2 separate regions of the Mus musculus genome follow, and region 1 is linked to region 2. The links are chromatin contacts, called in public promoter capture Hi-C maps. All regions are on one chromosome and are shown on one strand. Each heading gives the region's core, a stretch centred on a gene start, on an enhancer-like site or on the middle of the called end of the contact. The rest is flanking DNA. Distances are from core to core; before and after follow the strand shown. Region 1 holds the start of Polr2b (polymerase (RNA) II (DNA directed) polypeptide B). Region 2 holds the start of Clock (circadian locomotor output cycles kaput).

Region 1 (4,706 bases), core at 1,665-4,164, 1.0 Mb after region 2:
TTTTTCAGTTGATTGAGCTGACTTTGTTCTTCCTCACTAAGATCTTCCTCAGCTTTGGTCGCATCTTCTTGAAGCCTTCTTTGTCTTTTGAACATTCTGTAAGGAGTCGGGTTGCAAATAGGAAACTTCAGGAGGTTTAATGTGGTGCCTGAAATACCAAAAGAGTATGTTTTTCAAAAAGAATGTGAGAGAAGAAACCCAAACATTTCTGATTTATTTCCTTTAATCTTCATGACAACTGCTATGTAATTATTCCATACCCTTTACAAATGAGAAAACAGGCCTGGTGACTGGTTCGTAGGCTGAGAATTTAGATACAAAATTTGCAAGTCCATTTTACCCCTGCTTTCCTACTTATCGTCTATATCAGTGGTGCTCAACTTTTCTAATGCTGTGACCATTTAGATAACATGGTTCCTCATGTTGTGATAACCCCCAATCACAAAATTATCCTTCGTTGCTACTTCATAACTGTAATTTTGCTATTGTTATAAGTTGTAAATAACTGTGCTTTCTGATGGTCTTAGGCAATCCCAGTGAGAGGGTTGACTCCCAAAGACGTCATGACTGTGCACTGCTGTAGTACACCCAAGGTACATAGACAGCTTTAAATACTCAGTGCCAAAGGGTAGCTAACGGAGTTAAACTCTGGTTTCAAGGGAACACAACCTAATTCCTAAGACTATAGCTCTCCAAGTATGCATGTTTCCCCTCCTCCTTCCTCAGCTTTTTCCTTGAGACAGGCTCTTGCATGGCAGCCTCAGGCTCTGCCTCCCTAGAGCCCTGATAACAGTGTCACCATGCCAAGCTGTTAGTTTCTCAGAAAACTGTCCTTTCTTCTTGAGATATCTCCCCACACCATACTGTATCAGCTCTTTTATATGTGTTACAGTCCAAGAATAAGTCAATTCAGGGGGTGAATGAAGAGTAAGATTGGGGGGTAAGGGGTCTTAGAGTAAAAAGAAAAGTTTATTTTGTTTATGGATCCCATGGTAGCCTCCAACGATGTAGCTGAGAATGGCTTTGATCTCCTCCTGCCTCCACCTCCCTAATGCTGGGGATACAGGAGTTTGCCACCGCACATCCTTTTGGATGCGGTAGACTAACTCAGGTTTCGTGCATGCTAGGCAAGCACTTTAGCCCCAGTCCCTCTAGAAACATCTCTATTAGAAAACCAAACATGCATCGAACTTCCAAACACTAACCTGTCACAAGAGGTATGTCCAAAGAGAGGAAAGACATTTTAAAGGGACGGCTCCAGGCAGCTCAAGGTGGACATTTAAGGATATGTACTAGGTGCCTGGGTCAAATCTAATTTCTCAGCAATGGGGCCTCACCTGGCCAGGGGGAGATGGTGGCCCGGTCGATGGCTTCGGAGCCCTTGGCGGTGCAGTAATCAGACTCCAGGAGTGTGTTAAAGAGAGTGGACTTGCCAGCATTAGTGGTGCCCACCAGGTAGACATCACCACGGTAGCGCCAGGAGCGCTGAAGAGCAGAGATCATTTCTTCAACTCCATAGCCCGTCTTGGCGCTGATCAGTCGCACGTCCTTGACTACCGTGCGGGACCTGGAGGACGGATTCTGATTCTTTATCTCCTCCAGTGGCTCATCCCCGGCAGGGTACTGTGGTCCTTGATGACCAGGAGCCACCACGAGCCCGGCGCGGATGCAATCGTCCCACAGCCGCTTCCGCAGCCGCTTCAAGTAGCCGGGAGCGTCCTGGGGCAGCAGGTCCACTTTGTTCCCCAGCACGATGAGTTGCTTGGGGCCCACCAGCTTGGGCAGGTCGGGCAGCAGGGCGTCCGGCAGGTCTAGAAGATTCACCATATAGAGCACCAGAGCCGGCCCGGGACGCCGCAGCGCTGCGCTCACAAGCTCCAGGTACTGATCGCGGCTTACCTGCAGGCGCAGGGCTCGTCCGTGGTGCACCAGCAGCCAGCAGCGTTGGCACACGGTCCGCGCCGGGCCGCCTTCCGCCTGGGCAGCGTCGCGGAACTTCTCCTCCGGCAGGTAGCCCGGCAGGCCGGGATGCTGGCAGTGCAGCTCGGCTCCGCAGCCCGAGCAGTAGATGCCGCTGGGCGGCACCGAGGCGTCTGGAAACTCCGGGACAGGCAGCGTCCGGAAGCCCGCCCGCAGCTTCTGCTGAAGCCGCTCCTCCCGCTGCTGCAATCTCTCTCGTTCCTTCTCCTGCTGCAGCTGCTGCAACTCCCGCAGCTCCTGCAACTCCCGCACTTGTTCCTCCGGGGTCCGCTCCGGGACGTACTCCGGGAACAGAAAGCGTTCCTCCGTGTCCGGGCCTTCTGCATAGTCCTCGGTCGCCGTGGAGCTCGGGGGAACCCGACGGCCCAAGGATGATGCACGCTGGCGGATGGGGACCTCACACTTCCCCTCCAGAAGCCACCGTGCTGGGCCGTAGCACGCAGCGGCCGGCGCGGGGCCCCGCCGGAGCCCGCAGAGCAGCCCGCAAGCCAGGCGCGCGGGCAGCATGTGGACAGCGCGAGGAGGGCGGGGCCTCGCGCGCGCACGCGCGCTCGCGTCCGAGAAGTTCCTCCCCCAGCGACTAGACGAGAGGGAACTGTCCAACAGTGCGGCCGATTCTCGCACTCTCGCGATGACAGCTCTGAAACTCGAGAGTTCAGGCAGACGTGCAAAGGCACGGACTCGATAGAGCTGGGTGAGCAGAAGGTTCTCCAGTGCTCAGTCCACACGCGGAGCCATTTCTTTCATAAATCTTCAAACAAATCAAAACACGCAGCAAGAAACTTTCATTAGCGTAACCTAACTTCTGGCTAAGGAGCCGTCTGTCCTCAGCGGCAGCCAGCTAGTCATCACTCGCGCATGCGTAGTTCAAGTCCAGCCAGACCCTTTGCCAGTCGTCTGCGCAGGCGCAAGCCTCACACCCCGCCCCCTCGCTGAGACGCCGAGGATTCTGGGAACGTCGGAGACGGACATTGCTTGGTATCGCACTCTTGAGTTTGCCGCCGCGCTTCCCGTCTCCAGCTTTGCGATTCCGAGTAAGAGCTCCAGAAACCTTTGGCCAAGATGTATGACGCCGACGAGGGTAAGTGACCGCTTGAGGCACGCTTCACGCTATAGCCCCTTAGGCGGGACGGCGGGGGACCTGCAGCAGGGATCAGCGCCAGCCGCCGCATCCCGTCCGTGGCGCGCGGGCTCCCGGCAGCCTGGTTCCTACGATTTAGCCCGGGAACGAAGTGGGCTTTGCTAGCGGTGCAGGCTCGGGGTTCACGTTCCTGGGTCGGCTTGATTGCTCCCTACACGGCCTCCCGTTAAATCTGTAACCACCTTCCAGAATCGACATAGCGTAGCTTATTAACTAACATTTAGTTGTTTGATGTTGATTGATTTCATTTATCATTTCAGTCGACTTATTGAATAGCTATTATTATTATTATTATTATTATTATTATTATTAAACGGCACAGGGAATTGAACCCAGGGCCTGTCTGCACATACTCTGCTTCTGAGCCATATTTCTAGGCCCAGGAAGCTCAATTTTTGACCACGTCCTTGTGTTAGACATTGTTAAACTCTGGACGTATTAGGGACAAAGAACGGGTTCTGGGTTGACATTCCTTCACACTGTCTTCAGTTTAAGTAAACTGCCTTAAAAGATGGCCTTAAGCGGTCACTTCCCACGAGATGACAGTTCTAGGATGGTATGTTTTCCATTTTCACGAGGACAAAATGGCTTTTTACTTTTTGTATGAACACTTCTTAGTCCTACCCATTTTATTTTCATGTTGTGTGTGTGTTTTTTTTAAGCTCCCTTTTCTCTGATCAAAAATCATTTTATTCCAGCTCCCAACTTTGTGGCTGTCCTATGCATTCCCCTCCCTCCCCCTTTTCTCATGGAAACAATAGAAGCAAACGCTTTAACTTTTAAAATTGCTTCAATGTCTCAGACCCATTCATACCTCATTAGAATCTATTAGAATCGTTATATTCTTTTTAAAGTTATTCTTACTTGAAGGAAATTTAGGAGCTTTAAAACCATATGACATTTATTTATTTTGTGCATATGTATGAATGTGGGCGCACTCATGGGGTGTACCATAGAGGTCCTGGAGTTTGAATTCAGGTTCATGGCCCTCAGACTATATATTTCTGTAGAGCATATTTCACTCTTCAGATACTTTTAACAGGAGCGTGATGCTCAAACGAAGCTTTCTTACTGGACTGGAGATGTAGCCTGGTGCTCGTACTGCCTAGTGTGGGCCATGCTCTGCAGTCAGTCTTAGGCATGGAGGGGGTGGGGGAAGGTCATACTATTTGGAAAGCTGTACAGGGCATGGTGGGCATGAGTTGACTCTCTTTCAGAGTTTCTGAATCAAGGGGGCTGGAGAGATGGCTCAGCAGTTAAGAGTACTTGTCGCTCATTCTTGCAGAGGACTTGGGTTTGGTTCCCAGAACGTGCTGTGCATGAATCTAGGAGATCCAATAGTACATATCCGGAGCCCATGCGTGCATGTAGGCATAAAGATCATATGCATAAAATAAAAGTAAACCTTGAGAAAATCTGTGGGATTTCTGACTGGAATGTCTGTAAGTGGCTCTTACAGTTTGGCATTATCAGCGAGCATTGGGAAAGTATTAGAAGCTTTTTAGTGACAGTTCTGGCCTTCAGAGCAAACAAGTCAGAATTGCAGTGCTTTTTCTGACCTTGTCCTGAAACCATGTGACCTCAT
Region 2 (4,494 bases), core at 295-2,794:
TTCTTTCTCCTAAGATTTTAAAACAAACCAGATTTCAAGTGTTCTGTGGGACTCAGAGACAGTCACGAATTAAGTTACAGCCTATTCATTTTTTTTCAATCAGATATGAATGGGGATGGTCTGTAATTTTCTCTAGTCGCTTTTAAAACTACAACAATGCAATCAAGGGAAATTACCTTGCTGGTGATTTTGGGAATCGTTGCCCTAGTCCAATCAACAACGCCTGTAAAAGTTTCTTCTTGTGCTTTTCTTTCACTGCAATAGAAAACACCAGAGTCTGTTGTTTTTAAAGCATCTAGAAAGGCTTCATGCAGTGTGTGGTTCGGCATTGCAATATCAAAACACCACGGCCTGATCTGTCATCTGTCAGGTCAGAGGCCAAAGCTCTTCCTTCATCTTTCAGGATTCTGCTGACTACCTCGGACTTCCACAGCGGCAGAAAACACCCCACAAAGATACAAACTTCGTGGCGCTACTCCCGGTACCGGGACAGCCAGGACCACATCCAGGACGGCCAGCCCCACAGGCAGAGCGCGGCCCGGCGCGGCGCACGCGACTCGAGTCGGACACCCGGGGCCCAGAGCAGCCCGCGGCCCGAGCCCCGGAACCAGGACCATTAACGGAACCAGCCCTGGGCGGCGGCGGCCGCCGCTCGGACTGCGGATCCCGGCGCGCGCCGGCCGCCGCGAGGGCGGGGGCTCCGCGGAGGAGCTGGCCGCCCCAGCGCCCCATTGGGCGCCGCTCCAAACGTGCCCGAGTGGTGACAGGAATAAAGTGGGTCACAAGGCCTAGCGGGTCCCGGGCGCGAGCGCTCTCGGCGGCCGACTCGGCCTGCCCCGCGCTAACCCCGCGCCCAGTCTCAAGCGCGACGCGGCCCCGGAACCCCCGGGGCCCGCGGGACCCACCGCGCCCCCCTGCCCTGCAGGTAACCCCCAGCGGCCCCGGGACACTTGGCGCAGGCCCGGCTGAGCGCGACTCTCCAGAGCTCCGCGCTCTCCGCGTCCCCGGACCCCGGCCGCAGCTCCTGCCTCCCGGCCTGGCCCGCACCCCCTTGGCGCCCCGCGCCCTGTTCCCTGCCCCGGTCCCACACACTGCCCCCCGCGCCCTCCCGCGTCCTCACCGTGCCTGAGGCTCCGGCTTCCTCCCTCCCCCGCCCGGGACTCTGCCCGCGGCGGCTCGCGACAGCCGAGCGGCGACAGCCGGGACACGCCACGGCTCCGGGAGCCGGCAGCACCAGGGGCGGCGAGTGCGCGCCCCCGACCCACCCCTCAAAATTCACCGCTACCGCCGCGCTCCTCCCCCTCCCGGCCTTCCCCTCCTCCACGGAACCCGGGAGCACGCATGCGCCACCCAGGCCAGCCGCCCGCCGCGCGCCGGGCCGAGGCCCACCCGGTGGGGCGCACTCACCGGGAGCGCGTGCGCGGCGGCGGCCAGATTTCCTTCGCGCTCTCGCCGTCCGGGGTTTCCTCTCTCCAGCCGGTAGCCGCCAGCCGAGTCCGTGATTGCGCTGCCTCCCGGCGCATGCGTCGTGGGCGCGGGGCTCCGCGGCCGGCCAGGCTCTGCACTCGCCCCTCCCCTCGCGGCCGCCTTCCCTCAGCGCGCCGGGCGCGCATGCGACTTTCCCCGTTAGGCAGCCCCGAAGCCGCGCCTGGGGATCCCGGGCACCCGAGGAAATCCCACTCTTGCAGGCCGGCGTGAGCTCGTTCCACGGCCGCCGAGGGAAGCCGGGATGCCCCGAGGCCCCCTTCCCTTCGCAGGCCGGGAGGCGGGGCCTAGCGGAGGGTGCGGCCGCCCGCAGCGCCCTGGGCGGCTCGCGGTTCCCCGGGATGCGGCGCTCCCAACCAGTGGGAGCCGCCGCCTGGAATGGTGCCTCTGTCCCCGGGAAAGCAGAGAGCTTGGCCTACGCCAAGTTAGACTTCTCCAGCCCAGTGCTCGGTTTCCTCTCCTGGAGGTTCGTGGGATGCCTGGGACTCGGTTTCCCGGCTCCTAGAGACACGCTAGGCTGGCTGCTCCCCGAGATGGACCTGGACGACCCAAGTGACCTCGGCTGTAGCCAGGGAAGCAAAAGGTCGGGATGTGTTTGCTCCTTTTATGAAAAGGCAGGAGGCACTGCAAAAGATGAGCATGGCGCTACGGATGAACCAGGACCCTAGTTTACACTGGTTTCTTAGCTACTGCACCCGAATTACTGGGAAAGAAGCTAATTCATAGCAATTTCTTTTAAAAATCAACTCGTACAGCAAACAGAAGGCAATAAATAAACCTATACTCTTTAGCTCCAAAAATCCTGTCTACAAGGTAATGTTTGTCTCAATAAGAATTAAGTTCTTGGTGTATATTCAGGAAAGAAAAAAAAAAAAAACCAACTTCAAAACTAGGAATTAGCTGCGATCCCCCCCCCCCCCCCCCAGCAATGTGAACTAGGAGGAGAATCCTCAAATTCCTGGCTACGTAGCCAGAACCCTGCCAGGAGAATCTTTCCTTGGCAGTCTTTGTACCGTTTCGCCATCGAAAGGCACAGTTTCTGCTGTCCTAATCCATCTGCTGCTCGCTTAGGTTCACGTCCTTTGAACCCACCCATTCTCCACTCTGTCCTTGTGGTCCAGGCAGGACACTGTGGAGGAGGAAACCTTGGGTTCTCTGTCTCAGGCTGGCAATTACTGCCAAGAAGATTGTTTCCCAGTGAACCTGATACTGAAAGAAAATAATCTTTTCTTGTGTGACTAATGAAAGAGCAGGCACCACGAAGGGAAAAACCAGAAAACAGATTAAAACATGGTGATATAGCCTAGATGCATGAGCGCTGAAATCGATGTGGGCTAGATTCCTTTGGAAAGTTCAGTTAAAGTAATCAATAAACTCGTGAATGTGTTTGTTTTATTGCTTAAAACCAATAAGAGCTTTTCTGCCATCTACAAGTTAGTGTCTTGATCACTGGTAGTAAAAAAGGGGCAGGAGGTAAGGGTACTGAGGCTGGTAAATAGGTTGCAGCCAAATGAATTTGAATGCTTTCCCTGGGTCAAATGTTTTGGCTTTATTCATTCTCTTTTTCTATTATAGTTCCTCTAGTGTGTGTATACACACTATATACATATATAATATATATACATATATATATATATATATATATCAAAATGACCTTTGCCCCCTTTAATGGTTTCATTGTCCTCTTAGTCACCTGTGACTCCTCCCTCGCTCACATTCTCTGTTTAATTATTTACCAAGACCTGTTGATAATCCCTTGATTTTCTGCTCAGTCCTCTGTCACTGTCTGACTATTTCCCACGGTTCAGTTTACGACTTTTCCCTCATTTAAAAAAAAAAAGTTTTTTTTAATTTCCCAACTTTAACACTGTGTTTCCAGTAAACAAAAGTTTTGCCTCATAGTTTCATAAATCCTAAATCTAGGTTCCCAATTCTAAACCATGGCCTTAAACACCATGTGCCTTGTTGTCATTTAAACTAAGTGTTTCCGGTTCTCTTTTCAACTGTCTTTTCATCAAGTTATTCATCTGTGAAATGATGTAACTTCAAGTTATTCATCTGTAAAAAAAAAAAAAATGTAAACTGCAGATAATAGTCTCAGTTCATAGAGCAATTGAGAGGCACTAGGTATTGACACTACCTGCTAAGTAAATCCCATCTCAAGTGTTGGCCACTTTCAGTTTTGAAATTAAAATATAATTCTATCATTTTCCCCTCCCCTTTTCTCCCTCCATTCCTTCCCAACCATTCACCTTGCTCTCCCTCAAACTCGTGGCCTCTATTTCTCTAATTGGTGCACATGTATTCCCAAATATATATATATATATACAGCCCACTTGGTTTGTATAATGCCACTTGATATTGGATAACCAATTAAGGGCTCTTCTCTGGGGTAGACTTTTTCCTGATTTTAGCATTCCTTAGTTGCCTGTAGTTTTGTATCAAAGGTTTACCCCTTCCTTGTTAGCATGTCTCATTGGTGTCTTCCTTGTTCGGGTCTTATTTAGGCAGCCATATTGTTGAGACTTCATGGGTGGAGCTTCTCTGTCATTTGTAGAAGACACAGTGTCACAGCAAACTTCCCTCTGTGTCTTCTTCTCTCTGCCTCTTGACTCACTATGTTCCTGAGCCTTAGGTACAGGATCTGTGTTCTAGCTGAACAACACAGTCACCTGTCCTCTGCATTTTGATGTGGTTTTCTGAAATGGCCTCTGTATGTTTAGAAAAAGTTTCTTTGATGAAGGGTGAGACTTACACTTATCTGTGGGTATAAGGATTAATATTTAGAATGTAGTTAGAAATTGCTGGATTAGTAATATGGCAGTTGTAGGTTCTCCTTCAAGTTCCATGACAGCACCAGCACCAGATAGTTGGCCAGGTTTCCAATACCAGGAATGATTTCCTTCTTGTGTGGGCCTCAAGCCCAATTAAGGAGCTACAGTGCTGTTGGGGTTCAGCCACTGTATATCTGTATGTGTACCACGATTGCATTCAGAATGGTATTGTTTA

Evidence for each region. Capture Hi-C pulls out chosen DNA fragments and counts their contacts.
Region 1: a contact with region 2 is called in a promoter capture Hi-C map of adipose tissue, with 2.1 times the contacts expected there. The contact joins the promoter of Polr2b here to the promoter of Clock in region 2. A contact is called at or near these places in 1 of 484 Hi-C or Micro-C datasets (muscle stem cells) and 1 of 9 other capture datasets (adipose tissue).

What each region holds. Positions count from the first base shown.
Region 1 is chr5:77,307,570-77,312,275 of GRCm38.p6, forward strand. It overlaps Polr2b (polymerase (RNA) II (DNA directed) polypeptide B), which reads left to right and starts at 2,915. Exons shown (of 25, transcript NM_153798.2): 1 at 2,915-3,061. The coding sequence starts at 3,043. It overlaps Noa1 (nitric oxide associated 1), which reads right to left and starts at 2,517. Exons shown (of 7, transcript NM_019836.3): 1 at 1,338-2,517; 2 at 1-148. The coding sequence starts at 2,487.
Region 2 is chr5:76,303,248-76,307,741 of GRCm38.p6, forward strand. It overlaps Clock (circadian locomotor output cycles kaput), which reads right to left and starts at 1,545. Exons shown (of 23, transcript NM_001289826.1): 1 at 1,408-1,545; 2 at 177-255. Gm7467 (predicted gene 7467) reads left to right here and starts at 1,629. Exons shown (of 1, transcript NR_152171.1): 1 at 1,629-2,280.